2 separate regions of the Pogona vitticeps genome follow, and region 1 is linked to region 2. Evidence: chromatin contacts called from public Hi-C data. All regions are on one chromosome and are shown on one strand. Each heading gives the region's core, a stretch centred on a gene start, on an enhancer-like site or on the middle of the called end of the contact. The rest is flanking DNA. Distances are from core to core; before and after follow the strand shown. Region 1 holds the start of PSMB4 (proteasome 20S subunit beta 4). Region 2 holds the start of C15H1orf56 (chromosome 15 C1orf56 homolog).

Region 1 (5,134 bases), core at 286-2,785, 350 kb before region 2:
GGTAAGGCCAGGGCTACATGGTGACATCGCTAAGATGATGCCATTAAGACCATAATAGCCCTTCTCCCAGACTCACTTCTTGAGGGACCCAAAAAAGAACACATCAAATACTCACTGGCAGACACAATCCGGGATGTGCACCTGCTCCACGGGGATCCACTCAGACAGCTCATCAAGACTAGCCACAAACTGCACTTTTCGGCTGAACTTGGAACTGAAGAGAGAGATGGGGAAAAAGTTAAAAGAGTCTACGCAGGCCAAGAGTTTGTGAACCACAGCAATCCCTGCCAGGAAATAAAAAGAAAAATTCTTTTTTATTTTTATTATTATTTATTATAATTATCATTATTATTTATATTTTAATATAATAAAAAGTTAAATGACAAATATAATCATAACTCAAATATACAGTGTAACCCACCACTATATGCCCCATCTCTTTTCAAAAATATTTTTGTGTTGGTGTATAACCTTTATGTTTTGTAAGTAGATATTCTAGATAAGGGTTCCAAATCCCATTATATCTATATTCTTTCAATAATCCTTTTCTAACTTCCAGTTCAAAAGCTACTTTACCATCAATAGCTAGATTCCATATCTCATTACAACATTCCTCCAACATCAATTACTATTTTTCCAGTTCCTTACACATATCAATCTAGCTGCAATTAACATAACAATTAGTTCCACTTCTGCCTATCTGACAGATTCCAAATACATTTAATAATGCTAACGTTGGGCATCTTTGTGTGTCTGTCCCTAGAATTTCTTTAATCTCATTAAATACAGTCATCCATTCCTTCCGTCTCTCTTCACCTGCCCACCATATATAATCGTATGTTCCCCTTTCTCTTTTACATCTCGAACATACGGATGATCTCTATTCAATATATCCAGTTTCCATATTACTTTATAAAAACTGACCCATTTTTCATTATCCTTTTCCTCCAGATCCTCTTCCGTACCTCTCCACTGATTTCTTCATTCGAGTCTCCTTGCCTTTTCTGTTTCAAGGCTATTGTTTTATATTCTCTACTAACATGTGTTACACTTATTATCTTTTTTTTGAATATTATTACAGAAGGAAAACTTCTAATAAATCATTCCAATTAATTTACCTCCCACAGAAAGCGCGCTTCGGGTCCCCAACGCCATATTGAAATCCCATCCAGTTCGTTCCACATCGATTTCCTTCCGTGCAGTTCCGGAGGAAGCGGACGTTCCGTCGCTGGACCGGAAGCGTCCTCCCGGAGATGTCCCCCCTCAGCCACACTCAAAATGGCGCCGCCACCATTTCCTGTTCCCCGGCTCCACCTCCTCCGCACAGTTCTTTTCCCGCAGAGCAGTGGAGTTCGTTTCCCCCACCCATCCACCGCCACTTTATCCACTCGGCCCCCTCCACAGGAGAAGGGAGATGAAAATAAACCGGATATCACCTTTGCCACACACAACATGGCGCCTTCCGCGGGAGATTTCCCTTCCTACGGGTCGCCATGAGGTTCAAACCGCCTCGCGGCGCGCATGCGCAGCCAGGCGTCGCGTCTTCCTGCTTCGTGACTAAGCGGCGCGCTCGAGAGGAAGATGGAGGCTCCGTCGCCGATGGAGGGGCTGCCGCCGTTGTTGCCGCCGCCGTTTTGGGCCGGGGGTCCCTCGCCGGGGGAGCTCTACTCCCCGCCCTGCCCGGGCAGCGGATACGGGCTGCCGGCCGGAGGAGTCACCCGGACCCTGTGAGGGAGGCGAGAGGAGCCCGCTTGGGCCTCTGAGGGGGGTGGGAGGAGGGGGGGACTGACGTCACGCCGCGGGGGGGAGCCTTGGGGGGGCTAGGAAGTGGGAGGGGGGCCCTCCCTCTCGCTTCTTTCCCCCCCCCCCGGGCAGAGAATTAGCTGTAGAGGTCCTTTGGGACTACAATTCCCATGATCCCCCTTGGCCTGTGAGGGGGGTCCTGGGAGTTGTAGTCCGAAGGGCCTGCTCACGCGGCTAGACAGGCTGAACGTACAGACTGGATTCAGAGACAGAAGGCGGTGGGGGGGGCAAGGGGGGCTTGTCTGAGGTTTGGGGGGCATCAGAACAACTCCAACAGGCGCACCCCCCCCAGGGTGTCTGGTTTTTAACTGAAAGCCACCCCCAGAAGGGAAGGGGCTGACGGATTCTGCCTTCCTTCCCTTCCCCCCCCCCCCTTGTGTGCTTTCTCTCCTAACCCCCAGGAGCCCCATGGTGACCGGCACCTCCATCCTGGGGCTGAAGTTTGACGGCGGCGTCATCATCGCGGCGGACATGCTGGGTTCCTACGGCTCGCTGGCTCGCTTCCGCAACATCTCCCGTGTCATGAAGGTGAACGACAGCACCGTGCTGGGGGCCTCGGGCGACTACGCCGACTTCCAGTACCTCAAGCAAGTGGTGGAGCAGATGGTGTAAGTCTTTCTGCCCCGTCATTCAGGCGGCCACCACCTTCCTGCCGTGGAGCGCTTTCTTTCCTTCTTGAGGTGTTCCGACTACAGTTCCCATCTGCCCCTGCAGTGATGGGGCTTATAGTCCATACAGTAGACTTCCTCCAATAAATCAGTAATTTAATTCTCAGAGATTGCTGCCTGCGGAATGATTGGGACTACAACTCCCATTGGCCCCAAACAGCATGGCCAGTGGTCCTGGGTGGTAGGAGTTCTGCTCTTTTCTAGGTCTGTATGTATAGGCCTAGAGGCATTAAAAGTGCAGCGGAGGGTGGATTGGTAACTCTTTCCCACATTTTACTGGTTTGGAAGTCAGGCCGTTCAGTTTTTTCTAGGCCTTCATATCCCTCCTCAGGTCCTGTGTACCCCCCCCTTTATTCGCCCCCCCGGGCAGTCAGCTCGTTCTGTCCTGAAGGTACAAATCCCTTGCACATTGTGGACCTTTGTTCACTGATTATTAAACATCACAGAACGCTGCGGCCAGTCATGGCGCCTTGGGTGAGGAAGCTAACGTTCCTTCTGGGGCCCCCGCAGGATTGACGAGGAGCTCCTGGGCGACGGGCACAGTTACAGCCCCAAAGCCATCCACTCCTGGCTCACCCGCGCCATGTACAACCGCCGCTCGAAGATGAACCCCCTCTGGAACACGGTGGTGATTGGCGGCTACGCCAACGGAGAAAGGTGAGGAGGGCTCCTGGCCCAGAAGCTGTCGGTGCAGAAGTATCTTCGTTCCCAGCAAAGCCACAACTGGTTATTAGCCAGGGTCAGGCCAATACCTGGGAGAGCTTGCTCGTTTTCAGATGTTATTGTTAGTGGGCAGCTGGGATACCTCACTGGTTGCTGGTTATTTCCAGTTTGGTAAATTCCAGTACAAGTTCCTGCTGCTTCGGTTAGGAAAACGGTGGCTGCTTTGGCATGGGAGGACCTTTGAATCTCATGGTGCTAGACCTCGGGCGTTCCTGGAGGAAGCGGAAGAGTAAAAAAGCGTTGTTCCTAACAGAACATATCATTGATCGACACACGAGTTATGTTGCCTTCAGAGTTCTGTGGAGGGGCGTTTAGGGCATCAGTAGAGGAACACAACACTTAGCGGCTGAAGGCTGGCGGAGAAAGCGAGGAAATACTTCTGCTCCCCACAGGATTCACCAAGCCCTGTCCTCTTTCTCAAGTTTCCTAGGTTACGTGGACATGCTTGGGGTGGCTTACGAAGCTCCTTCGCTCGCCACCGGATACGGCTCCTACGTGGCGCAGGTGAGTGGCTGAATTCGGCACCCATGTTCTTGGGGGGGGGGTGTCTCCCGGACATCTTGCGGTCTTGTCTCTGGTTCTGCAGCCGAGCTCTCACTCTCCCCCTGCAGCCCCTGATGCGCAACGCCCTGGAAACGCAGCCTGTGCTCTCCCGGCAAGAGGCCCGCACCCTCATAGAGCGCTGCATGAAAATCCTCTACTACAGAGACGCCCGCTCGTTCAACAAGGTAAGTGCCCAGCTGACCGCTGCGGAAAAGGAAAGGGCTGTCCCATTTAGCTGCTGGACCAGAAAGTTCTGGACTGCCTGTGTGTCTTTCCCGAAGTCTCCTTGGTGCTTTGCAACCTTGGGAGAAGTATAGGCTGGATAGATGCACGTTGCTTGTTTGTTCACAACCTCTGAGCCTATGTTCAGCCTGAGTGTTTATTTTTCAAGCCGTACCTGAGCTCAGTAGCCTTTTACGTACGCAATCACTCCTGTCGCCACCCTCTGGAAAACTCCCTTTTCTTTGAACAGTCCAGGCAGAGGGAATTGGGGTGGGGGGTGTTGCCACCCGTGAAGCTCCGAGGGGAAACATCCTTGGCAATCTCTTGCTGCTCACCCAATCCCCCTCCTGCCCAACGCTCCTTTATAGGCAGACGTAAGGCACGGGGCTCACCGTTTGCTCTCTTGCTCCACAGTATGAGATTACGACAGTAACGGAGAAAGGCGTGGAAGTGGAAGGGCCCCTCTCCTTGGAGACCAGCTGGGACATTGCCCATCTTGTCAGGTAAGGACACGGGTGTTTGGGCTCAGTTTCACCAGAGTTAACCCCACTCATTGGCAGTCCAGAAGACCCCAGGTCTGTTGGCCCACACTCTTCTGGGGGGTCAAAGGCCCTCTTGCCCCAAAAGGCTGCAGGCGTTGCATGTCTGGGCCATAGTACTTTGGAGTCCAAAGAGCGAACTTTCATATTGGTTTTGTCTAAAACGCTCCGCATCTAGTTGTCTTCTTAATTTCAAAACAGTTATTCCACGTCCAAAATATTTCGTGCAGACGTCGTGCAATGTTGTCTACTGCAAAGTTTGTTGAAGCATACCAAATTTTTCTTTCTTCTCTTGTAGCGGCTTTGAATGAAACTGGAGAACCTGCTCACGTCACGTCTTTCAGGAGGTCCTAATCCAAAGTCGTGTCTAATTCTGTTTTGTGTCCTAGTGGTGGTAGGAAATCTTTAAAACTTTTTGTAAACTCAATAAACGAAGTTGAGACTCTTGCCTGGTATTGCTACTTTTATTGAAGTTGTCATTATTAATTTTCCAGAAGGATCTGTTTCTCCCCTGAAACTTCCTTTCAGTTAAAGTTACAATTTCTAGTAATGGTTTATTCTTTTAAGTATTCCAGGCTTGTATACTTTGAGCGAGTTTACACACGCAGAATAATCTTCTAAGGTCATTCTTCCTGG
Region 2 (5,107 bases), core at 1,681-4,180:
ACGATGACATTAAAGAGAGAGAGAAAACAAACAAACCGAAACGGGAGTCTTTTTGTGCAAGTCGTTTATTTTACCATCTTTAGTCGACAGTGAAAAAAAAGATAGGGGCGGGGTGGGGGTGGGGGTGGGGAGTAAGGGGGAAAAAGCAGCAGGAAAGCGGCCTCTTCCCGAGAGTAAGGAACTCTGCCCATGCTCAGAGGCGCCGTCCGGCGGGAGGCACCCCTGGCAGCAAGGCAGGGGCGTCGGCGTCTCTGGCTCTTTGTCGCCCTCGCGTGGCGCCGTTCGGGAAGGACGGGCTTCGGGGCTCCCAAATGGGCGGGATTGCGGGGGGGGGGGCGGACAGGCGGGCGGGGGGGGGAGCGCCGCGCTTGGCGCCGAAGACTTTCCGGGCCCCGATCCCCGCCGAGCCGAGAACCCCTAGGGGGTGCACGTGAGAAAGCCGCTACTTGTAATTCTTTTTAACCCCCCCCAAAGATATAAATAAGGCTTTTAAAAGTTGGAATAATGTTCCCCAACTATTTTCGGAGAGATTTGGGGGCGATTCTCTAGGCGTTCACCGAGGAGGCGCCAGTTTATTGGGAAGCCGGAACCCCTTAAGTGGAAGGGCAAGAAAAGGAAACCGAAATCCAGGAAAATGACACTGTCAAAATCTATATTTCTTAAGGGCGACACATAGGGTAGATTTCCGAGCGTCACTTCCGGTTCTCAGTTTGGCCTAGAGGGTAAGAGCGCCCCTTCACAGTTCTGGAGTACACAGGTTCGAATCCGTGGAGAGTCCCCTGCTACCTTCACGTAGCCTACCATAATAGAGACATATAGCAGATTTCCGAACGTCACTTCCGGTTTTACGGGTAGCCTAGAGGTAAATTCAATGACCTAGAAGGCCCTAGTTTGGGGGTTCGAATCCCCTCCGCTCCTTTTCTCGCCTTTGGCCTCTAGGGGTAGAGAGGTCAAATATACCAAGATTAGGGCCTCGAGCCAAGAGGTGGCGGTGGCTCAGCGGGTTAGGCGCCTGCAAAGGCAACAGGCCCTTCGGGGTCTGCGAGTTCGAATCCCCGCTGGGCGCCTAAGGAAAAAAAAGGATTTTTTTATTTTTTTTCCCGGGGCCCGCCCGCCATTTTGCAAAATGTGGTTCTCTTTTCTGGGCTCGGGTCCTCCTGCCTGCGCTACCTACGAGTGAGTTGCCTAGCCCTGACTGACGGTCCTGCCAAGGGGGGCCAGTGAGGACTGTGCAACTTGCCCAAGGTTGCACAGGCGGCAGGACCCAAGCCCAGAAACAAAGAACCAGCGACGCGCAGCAGGTCAGGCTCACCGGCGGGGATTCGAACTGGCGGTCGACCGGGACCGCAAAATCACATTACCAAGCGTTTTCCCCGCTGAGCCATCTCAGCCACTGGGCGTGGCCCCTGCTCCTGGCGTATTTGAGACGCCCAACTCCCGCTCAATGGTCAAAAAAAAAGAAAGAAAAGTGACGTAATAGGGCTTAAAGGGGAAGGACCCGGGGGGTTGCGTCTCCGGCTCTCCCACAACGAGCCCCCCCCACTAAATCGGACTCCCACTGGAACTCCCCACACTTCGCTTCACCCCCCCAGCCCCCCCCAAGGCCGAGCCAGCCTCTGAATGCCTGCAGGTTTTGAGGCTCCGACGCCGTTCCTCGTTAAAGGGACAATTAAATGCATCAAACCTCCCCCTCCCCCCCCCCATTTGCACTCGCCCCTGGGAAGAGCCGCCCCTTCGCCCCTGGGGCTAAATCCAGGAGTTACTGGACGCCCCGCTGGTCGTCATCGTCATCATGCAGTTGCAGTAACAACAACAACAACAACAACAATAATAATAATAATAATAATAATTGGAAAATCATTGAAAAAGGAAAAAATCCGAAAGGCCTGCCGTATTGATGACCAGGCTAAGCGGACAAGCAGCTGCAGTCCTCCTGTTCAGCTTTTAACAGGGGAGGGGGGTTTAAAGGGTCATGAGGACTAGCCTCTTGACTAGCTGCTGCAGTCAGCAGCTGCTCAGGCTGCTTTTAGTAGGCATTTCGGTCCAAGTTTGTGTGTTATCCAGGTAAAAATAAAACAAATCAATATGTACACCCCCCACATACACTGGATTAAATCTCTATGCAGCAAATGTGTTTATTGAAAAAAATTTATTATTGGGACACATCAACTCTACAAGGATATACTGTAATTTATAAATAGAAAACACCCCGATGTGACACAGGTACAATAAACTAGACTTAACAAAAGGGTGAAGGAAAATCATCTCAGCAAGGATGAGCCCCACAAGAACTGGTGAGCAGGCTTTTAAACGGGGGTGTGTGGATTGCAACCCGGAGGGACCACCGGGAGGGGGGGTTGAAGGGGACACACGAGGCCTCTCTCGGCTCATCGTCGCCTAACTTTGAATGAACGACCCCGAGGGGAAAAAAGTGGAACACACGCGGGTTGTCGAAACGGAGCGAAGACAAAAGAGGCGGGTCGAGAAGGGCTCCCGAAAGCGCCGCTGGAAAGGCCGAAGAAAAGGCCAAGAAAGGAGGCGGGAAGGCGGGCAGGGAGGCGCCGAGAAGGGAAACCGAGGGAAGAAGGGAGGGGGGGCAGCTCCCTCGCTCTCTCTCTTGGGGGGGCCCTTCGGGGAAACGGGGGGGGTGATGGTGAGGATGATGCATCATCCAACCTCCAGGAGGAGAGCAAAGGGAAGAAGGGAGGCCTTTCCCTTTCTTTTAAGAGGGGACAAAAGGGGACCCCCCTCCACACACACACAGAGACAGACCTGCCCAGGGTGGGGGCGAGGGGGACCCCCCTCCTCCTCCCCCCCCGCACCCGGGACCCCTCCTTGGAGGCGCCTGCCTGGAGGGGAAAAGGAAAGCCGCCCGGGGAGACCGAAAGGCGGCTCGCAATCAGGAGATTTTAAAAAATATATAAGCTCTCTCTTTAAAAGCCGACGCAGGGAAAACGCGGGGGGGGGGAGAGGAAAAGCGGACCCCGAGAAGCTTCACGGAGGATCCAGCGCCCCCAAGAGCCCCAGACACGCGTCAGGGCCCCGTTCGCACGAGCTGGTCCACACACCCCTTTCTCTCCCCCCCCCACAAGGGCAGGGAGAAGCAACTTCCGCGCCACGCCGAGGGCCCCGACGACTCCTCCCGAGGAGACCCGCCCGAGGGGAGGCGACCCGGCGCGCTCGCTGCCTACCGGCGGGGGAGACACGTGCCCCCCCTTTCCCGCGGTTCCCGCCTCGGCGTTCCACCGCTTCCTTCCGCGGCCCCGCCCACGTTCCACCGCCCCTTTGTTCTTCCCCCGCCGTTGCCTAGCGAAGCCACGCCCCCTCGGGAGCTGATCAGGCCACGCCCCCTTCCCCCCGGCGGAGCGGAGGGCGCGCGGGGTGGTGGTGGTGGTGCTGCTGCGCCGGCGTCGGGCCCTCCCTTGGCAGTTCCCCCCCTTTCATGGCGCTAGGGGGCGCCTCCTTGGTGGTGGTGCTGCTGGTGTGGCTGTGGAACCCCTGGCCACCGGACGGCGGTGGCGGCGGTGGGGGCCGGGCTGAGGGCACGGGCAACAACAAGGTCTCGGCCCCGCCCGACCTGGTGGCCAAGGTGCCCCTGGCGGCCAAAGCCCTGGTGGCGGCCGGCTACACCAGCACCGCCGAGGAGGAGTCGGCCGAGGTGGAGGCCACGGCGGCGCACGGCATGGCCTCGGAGGTGGTGGTGGTCACCCCGGGCCCGGGAGGGACGTCCTCCGGGAAGGAGGCCGTGGTCATCGTGGGCGACTCCCGCTACAGCTGGCAGCCGTGGAGCCCCTGGCACTGCAACTGCCCGGCGGGGAGCATGTCCCGGGTGCGGAACATCACCTACGCGGTGCCCGGGGTGCGCCTGGACCCCGTCCAGTACAACGTCCTGCGCCTGGAGCGCGAGGTCTGCAGCTACGCCCTCTGCCCGGCCTGCAACCGCACGGCCCGCGAGTGCGACCGGCCGGCCGTCCCCTGCGCCAAGGGGCCCGACTACCTCTGCGCCCTGGACGACATCCGGCAGGACCGCGAGCACCTGCGGCGCCACTTCTGGACCCACGTCCACCAGGGGCTCAAGAAGCTCTGGCAGACCGTCCGGGAGGCCTTCCCGTCCCAGGCGGCCGAGAAGGTACGGGCCGCTTGCTGGGCCCGCAGACCGCTTGCTGGGCACGGCTGGCCAACCTCACCCTTTGGGGGACGGCGGCGACCTCTGGGTCTGGGAGTCGGAGGCTGAACCAGGAAAGCTGCTCCCTTCTGGGGGAGCGTGATGAATATCCAAGAGCACTCTACCTTTATTCTCACAGGCACGGAGATCAGTGCCTGCAGGCCGCCGTGTGGAGGGGGGGCCCAAGGGAGGCGAAAGGTGATGGTGCTCACCTGCCCTCCCCCCCTGACCAGACCCACTTCCTGGGGAGTTGAACCCCTGAGACGCCCTTGCAGGCAGAGGGGTCAGCAAGGTCACCCCAGGGTGGTGCTTTCTCTCCCCCCCCCCTTCAGAGGTATAATCATGTGTTGGAAACCACAATTTTTGTCACCCCCAAACTGTCCTAACTTCCTGTTTTCAACAGCGGACCACTTGAGGCTTCTTGGATGCCCGTCCCCAGGTTTCACAGATAGACTGCTCCCAAACAGTGAGGCCCCACTTAGCCCATGCGTTGGTTTCATATTTTTAAATTCACTCACTACATCCTTTGGGTTCCAGCCTTTGACCTGGATCTGGCCCGAACCCTAGAGAAAACCCAAAGGCTGGTGGCTTTTCAGTGGAATTTGGCCACGAACCCCATCGGCTGGATCAGAGCCGCCCTTTCCTTCCACAGAACCGTCTAGAGCAGGTGGTCTCCAACCTTGGGGCCTCCAGATGTTCTTGGACTTCACCTCCCAGAAATCTTGGCCAGCAGAGGTGGTGGTGAAGACTTCTGGGAGTTGTAGTCCACAAACATCTGGAGTCCCAAGGTTGGAGACCACTGGTCTAGAGATCTACCTCAGGAGCCAAAGTTCCCCAATATCACGATTGGACTTACTCATCATGATAGGGTTGAGCTTTTCTCCCGCAGATGCAAGGAAACTCCTGCTGATCCTGGTTGCCTCCAAGATCCTCTTTCCCCCT

The links. Hi-C and Micro-C count contacts between places; a contact is called where the count stands out from the background.
Region 1: a contact with region 2 is called in a Hi-C map of blood, with 9 times the contacts expected there. The contact joins the promoter of PSMB4 here to the promoter of C15H1orf56 in region 2. A contact is called at or near these places in 2 of 2 Hi-C or Micro-C datasets (blood and muscle).

Annotation. Positions count from the first base shown.
Region 1 is chr15:1,722,740-1,727,873 of PviZW2.1, reverse strand. PSMB4 (proteasome 20S subunit beta 4) reads left to right here and starts at 1,535. Exons shown (of 7, transcript XM_020798173.3): 1 at 1,535-1,727; 2 at 2,205-2,411; 3 at 2,982-3,128; 4 at 3,617-3,698; 5 at 3,806-3,922; 6 at 4,374-4,462; 7 at 4,797-4,945. The coding sequence starts at 1,582. The coding sequence ends at 4,809. It overlaps LOC110081472 (a long non-coding RNA gene), which reads right to left and starts at 1,406. Exons shown (of 3, transcript XR_012082095.2): 1 at 1,119-1,406; 2 at 116-214.
Region 2 is chr15:1,369,886-1,374,992 of PviZW2.1, reverse strand. C15H1orf56 (chromosome 15 C1orf56 homolog) reads left to right here and starts at 2,930. Exons shown (of 2, transcript XM_020798245.3): 1 at 2,930-4,129. The coding sequence starts at 3,443. It overlaps BNIPL (BCL2 interacting protein like), which reads left to right. Exons shown (of 10, transcript XM_020798127.3): 10 at 1-35.